Linked DNA regions of Sus scrofa: region 1 is linked to region 2. Evidence: chromatin contacts called from public Hi-C data. All regions are on one chromosome and are shown on one strand. The core of a region is the stretch at or near the end of the contact, and the rest is flanking DNA. Distances in the headings are between cores, read along the strand shown. Region 1 holds the start of ZDHHC14 (probable palmitoyltransferase ZDHHC14). Region 2 overlaps ZDHHC14 (probable palmitoyltransferase ZDHHC14).

The links. Hi-C and Micro-C count contacts between places; a contact is called where the count stands out from the background.
Region 1: a Hi-C map of skeletal muscle shows a contact between it and region 2, with 4 times the contacts expected there. The contact joins the promoter of ZDHHC14 here to the enhancer-like site in region 2. A contact is called at or near these places in 2 of 47 Hi-C or Micro-C datasets (embryonic fibroblasts and skeletal muscle) and 2 of 2 datasets of contacts at active chromatin or transcription factors (alveolar macrophages and skeletal muscle).

What each region holds. Positions count from the first base shown.
Region 1 is chr1:9,618,296-9,620,995 of Sscrofa11.1, reverse strand. ZDHHC14 (probable palmitoyltransferase ZDHHC14) reads left to right here and starts at 1,277. Exons shown (of 9, transcript XM_021086485.1): 1 at 1,277-1,601. The coding sequence starts at 1,357.
Region 2 is chr1:9,356,328-9,359,027 of Sscrofa11.1, reverse strand. The region is part of intron 8 of ZDHHC14 (probable palmitoyltransferase ZDHHC14); the gene reads left to right. Among named protein-coding and RNA genes, the nearest start is that of SNX9, 120 kb to the right of the region's middle. Within about 2 kb of position 1,372, at least 3 of the 83 cell types and tissues checked have an H3K27ac peak or open chromatin away from gene starts, as enhancers often do. A contact at or near this core is called in skeletal muscle, where this site is marked.

The DNA.
Region 1 (2,700 bases), core at 28-2,527, 260 kb before region 2:
CTGCCACGCGCCCCGCTGCGGGAGGGAGAGGAAGAGTCGGGGCGGGCCGAGGAGGGTCACCTCTCCGCGCCGGTTACTCAGCTCCCCAAGAGTCGCAAGAATGGGTTTGCGTGTTGCTGTGTGAATGTGTGCCCCGAGGTGGCAGCGGCAGCGGCAGCCGGGAATAAACCCGGAGGAGAAGCCGGGAAGCGAACAGAAGTCTGCGGGAGAGCGCGCGGCGGGGCAGCCGTTCCCTGGCCGGAGCAGCCCTCGGGCGATGCCGGAGGGAGCCCAGCGCACGCCCTGGGGCTGCGCCTGGCCTCCCGGTGGGGACAGGGGCGGGGGCCGGGCCGAGCCCGTGCGGGCTTCGCGGACGAGAAGGAGGAGCCGGAGGAGGAGCCCGGCAGGCCAGGCGCGGGCCGCCGCCCACCCGGCCGGGAGGAGGCGGACCCGTTCAGAGCGCGGCGCGCGCGCCGGCTTCAGCCTTGCAAACAAGTGTCTGTGGCGCTCGCCCCGCGGCCCAGAGACGCGCTCCGCCGCCCCCGGCGGCCCTCCTGGCGCCCGGCCTGGCTCCTATGGGGCAGGAGAGAACGAGGGAGCCACTGGCCGCGCAGCCCGCGAGCCGCCGCCGCGACCCTCGGCCCGGGCGGCCCCCGCAGCCCCGCGCGGGGGCCGCGGACTCGGCTCGGCTGCCAGGCGCGCCGGCGCGGGGTCGCCGCGCGAGCAGCGCCCAGGCTGTCGCCGAGCCCGCTCCTGACAGAATAACGTGCTCGGTTTCCCCACCCCTGGGAGGGGTTGCCGGGGCCGCCAGCTGCCTCCCAGTTTCCATCGCTCTCTCCTGGGGAGGATCCGCCGCCGGGAGGAAGGATTAGAATAAACCTGGTCGAGGCGCAGAAGTGGCTCCCCAGGAAGCCGGCGCCCGGGCCGCCGCCTCGTGTCCCCTCGGGGCGCAGCGCTCGGGGGTCGGCGGGCCGGAGCCGAGGCGCGGCCGGCGGGCCGGGGGCGGCGGGGCCGAGCAAGCCGCTGCGCGAGGGGGCGGCGGGCGCGCGGCGAGCCGGGGGGCGGCCGGGCAGCCCCCCGCGCCCCGCGGGGCCCCGGAGCCCCGACACGCGGGCTGGAAGCGACTGAGGACCGCCGCCGCGGGCTGCGGGCGAGCACCGTCCCTCTAGGCAGGGGATCCGGCTATGACAGCTGGGCTCCCCAAAGGGTTAACCTGGGTGTCCTCGGCAAAGTTGTCGCCGAGCCGGGAGCCCGCGTAGGGGCCGCGGCGCCGAGGCTCGGGGGCGGTCGGGCGGCCGGCGGCGGTCGTGGCTCGGCGGGGCCCGCGCGGCCGGGGGGCTGCTGGGGGTGTGCGCCCCCAGCCGGCTGCCCTCGTGGATGCCTCCCGGCGGCGGCGGGCCCATGAAAGACTGCGAGTACAGTCAGATCAGCACCCACAGCTCCTCCCCCATGGAGTCGCCCCACAAGAAGAAGAAAATCGCGGCCCGGAGGAAATGGGAGGTTTTCCCGGGAAGAAACAAGTTCTTCTGCAACGGGAGGATCATGATGGCCCGGCAGACGGGCGTCTTCTACCTGACTCTCATCCTCATCCTGGTCACCAGCGGACTCTTCTTCGCCTTCGAGTAAGTGGCGGCGAACGCTCCCCGACGCCCGCACCCCTCGCCTCCCCGACCCCTGCCCCTCTCCCGGCCACTTTCGTTTTCTAGGAGCCTTATCGATGGTATATTGTTATATAATACAGACCGCTCTCCCTCTTCTGCAAAGGTCTCTTTGCTGTTTGGTCCCCAGAGAGAATGCAGTTCTGGGTCGGGCTCTGGGAATGGAGGAGAGGGGACGCTTGGAAGGCGCGCTGGCCTTGTGGCTCCCCGAGGTTGAGTGGCATCTCGCAGGTGACTGATTCTCGGCGCTGGCTCTGAGTTTGGCGACTACTAGCGCGGCAGCCCAGGTGTAGCCTTCGGTGGGAAGCCGGCACGAGGCAGATTCCTAAGTCAGGGATGAGAGACTCGACTTCCTTTCCTGCTCACAAGCTGTAGGGCAGCTCGCTAGTCTCCGTTCCCTAAATCCTGTGCGTACCTTCGCTGAATAATGAGACATCTTGGATATTTTAGGTCTCAAAGTGTAGGCCACCTGCGGTGGCCTAGAAGGATAATTTCATTTTTCCTCTCTTAAGATGTTCACTCTTGGTCAACAATTTCTGATTTACCATGAGGTTTCTAGACTCTTCACTTTTTAAAAAGTTTCAATAAAAAGAAAAAAATGTTCCAAACAAACACTTTCCCCTCCCCTCCCTATATTTGGGAGCAGGTGAAAGGAGATCGTAGGCCTGTTCAGGAAAAGTATGACACGGCATGTTAACTTCCGATTCTAGAAACAATACTTTGGGATTTTAGGGCTTTTATCCAGAAAAAGGTGCATGCAAGTCTTCACCGTTTTCAGGAAAATCAAATTGGCCAGTAGCAACTATCCCCCTGCCAACTAATGAAAGATCTTCTTATGTATTAATAGTATTAAATAAAGTAGTTTAACACATTCCAGAATCAATTTCAGTTGCTCTTATTGGGTCCAACATTTAGAATGCAGTTTCTTATGTAATTCTTGGTATCTTATGCTCAATGAAAATTGTAGCTACCCCCTCCCCCCCCCAAATTTTAAAATAAGCAATACATTTATTGGGAGTTCTTTGCTTTTTCCATGTCTTGGTTGTTATGGGGCATGATCCTC
Region 2 (2,700 bases), core at 123-2,622:
ACCCCAGTGCCAACTGAAGATCCTATTTTCATTATTCCTATTTTCCCCTGCTGTTAGTTTTATGATTACCTTATGTTGACGTTCTTTCCATGGCAATATGTGTATGCACTGTCATGACATCCAGTTATGGTCCAGTTTTTAGTGTACATATCTCATTTGATTGTCAGATAATTTAAGTTCTGTATGACGTTGGAGTAATAGTTTATTTAAATCTGGCACTTATAGCTACAAAGATCCTTTGGGATCACATGCTGAACACAGAGATAGTAACATAGTACATAATTGCTGGATTTTAAAAAAAACCAAAAACATTTGCTATATTTACTTAACCTCATTTTAAATCCCCTTAATCCAATATCAAAACAAGATTAAACCTAGCAGTCGCATTATTTATTAGTTTCACAGATATTGCTTTGCGTAGTCTAAAAAATCAAATATAATAGAACAAATAACTTGAACAAACATAAACAATAATGTAAAACAAAAGAATACAAAGGAAGCATTCCTCCTAACCTACAGTTTAGGTAGATTTTAGAAATTTATAGTGTTTTCATTATAGAAAATGAGCATTCGTAAGAACCCAGAACCAAGCTTCACAGCCAAACAGAAATAACTGATGCCCAGTGCCAACACTTTTGACAGAACTGGGGCAAAAGGAGTAAATCATTGCATTCATTCTTATTTGTGTACAAGACCCTCTAGAAAACACCTTGCTTTGGTTTTAGCTGCATTTAATCTGTACACTAGGTTCATTTCAGATAAGAAGTCAGCTAGAGAAAATAAAATACATTCCAACATGAGCAATTTTCTTTGAAAATCTGTAGAAACAAAAATAACTTATCTCTTATGGTATTTTTAAATTGTAACATTAAGTGATAATGTGTGTAACATCCAAACGTCTGACACCATAAACTTCTCTGCAAGTTAAATGCCAGTGCTTCATTTGGGCAGTAAATCAGCCAGCTGTCTCTGACTTACTGCAACCGCAGCAAAAGCTCCAGCACTCCAGACAGGATTCCTTTTATGCTGCCAGCAGAAGGACCTGTCCATTGACATCCCTACAAGCACTCACAGTTCTTTTCTATCAGTCGTCAGCATTGGGATGATTTCTGGCCTAAAAAAGGGCCATTTCCTATGGTTCAACCTCATATTTGATAAACATGAACCTGTGAAGTGTTTTGGCATGAAAACAGGAGTTTCTCAATTCCCTCTTCAAAGGGGTGGATTTTCACTGTCTAATATCCAGCTGCTTGGTTGCCTCTCCTTAAGATTCTATAAATGGTTAGATACATTGAAATATACACCCCAAGGCTTCTTGAATTTCTTGCTGGCATGGAAGCCCTGCTACCAAGCTCTGAGAGAAAAAAGTGAGCAGTAAGGTCTCCCCCTACTGGTTGAAAAGAAGAGTCCTCAAGTGAACAGCCCAGAGGGCGGGTTGGTGGCATAAAAAGGTCAAAGTTAAGAGAGAGGCAGGAGGAAAAGGAGAGGAGGAAGAGGAAAGAGGGGGAAAGGAGGCGTGGGAGGGAAGCTGACGAAAGACAGGGTGAGAGGGAGTGAGGAGAGAACTGACGAGGCCAGAGAGGGAGAACACAAAGGAGGAAAACCAACAAGACCCGAGCACATAAAATTAGAAGCAAAAGGCAGAAAGGCAGAGGCGTAAGGACATTTTCTTCATGGGTCGTCTTCACAATAACCCTGAAAATATCCTCGAAGTTCCCATATGGGGATTGTGGTGTTTGATCCATCCGTCCTCCTCGGAATTTTGGCAGCATGCAAGATGAGGGAAAGGCTGCCTTTTCTTTAAATCAGATAATCTCAGCCATTGAGTTTCTTCTGAGAAGTTAAAATCATGCAAATTTAATATCATGAGCCTTACAGATTCCACTGGGTAGAACCCTTGCCTGCTCCATGGTTAGAACCCATTTTCGTGTCCTGTTATGAAACAATAGGACATTTACACAGACCATATCCTGTGGAAGAAAGCCTGGTTCCTGAGCACCCTCAGATGGGCTTGGTCTTCTGAATAGAAATCAGTTTGAATGTGGGCAACTGTTTTCAAAGTTCTGGGTGGCAGCAGGATTAGACCCTGAGGTTCCTGGTCCCAGCGATGTGCTCACTGATACACGTCTCGCCACAGGGTGAACTGGGGGAGGGGATGCAGACAGAGTAGGTTCATTATTAATATGAAACAGTCCCAAAACAAGGGACATATCCACAGCCATACTCCACAGTCCTCTTTTAACGTATTTAAGCAAATCCCTATAGAAGAGGCGCTTGAAGTCAGATAATATAAGTCAGCGTTCAAAATAATCATTTGGAAAAGATTTGTGGGTGACATTTTTGAGTTTTTAAAGATTAAATGGCTTAGGCTAAATGCCTTCTTTCACATATTTAAGTCCTTAAGCTTTCCCCATGGGAAACGGGAGAGCATTTTCAGTGGGGTCCTGCTGTGAGCCTGGGCACGGATTTGCTACAGTTTTAGTGTGCTGTTTGTTTGGCTGCAGGAAAGCGCCAAGGGGTGTGTGCAGGAGCGGACCCAGGTTTGGAGGGGTCTGAGTGCTGCAATTTGGAGCTCTCTTTAAGAAAAAGATAACAATATGCAAAACAAAACAATAAGCAAGGCCTTGGAGAACAGCAAGCAAAAGGCCCTGAACTGGACCTACCTATCAAGGGCTGCCTGCCCAACACACAGAGAAGCCA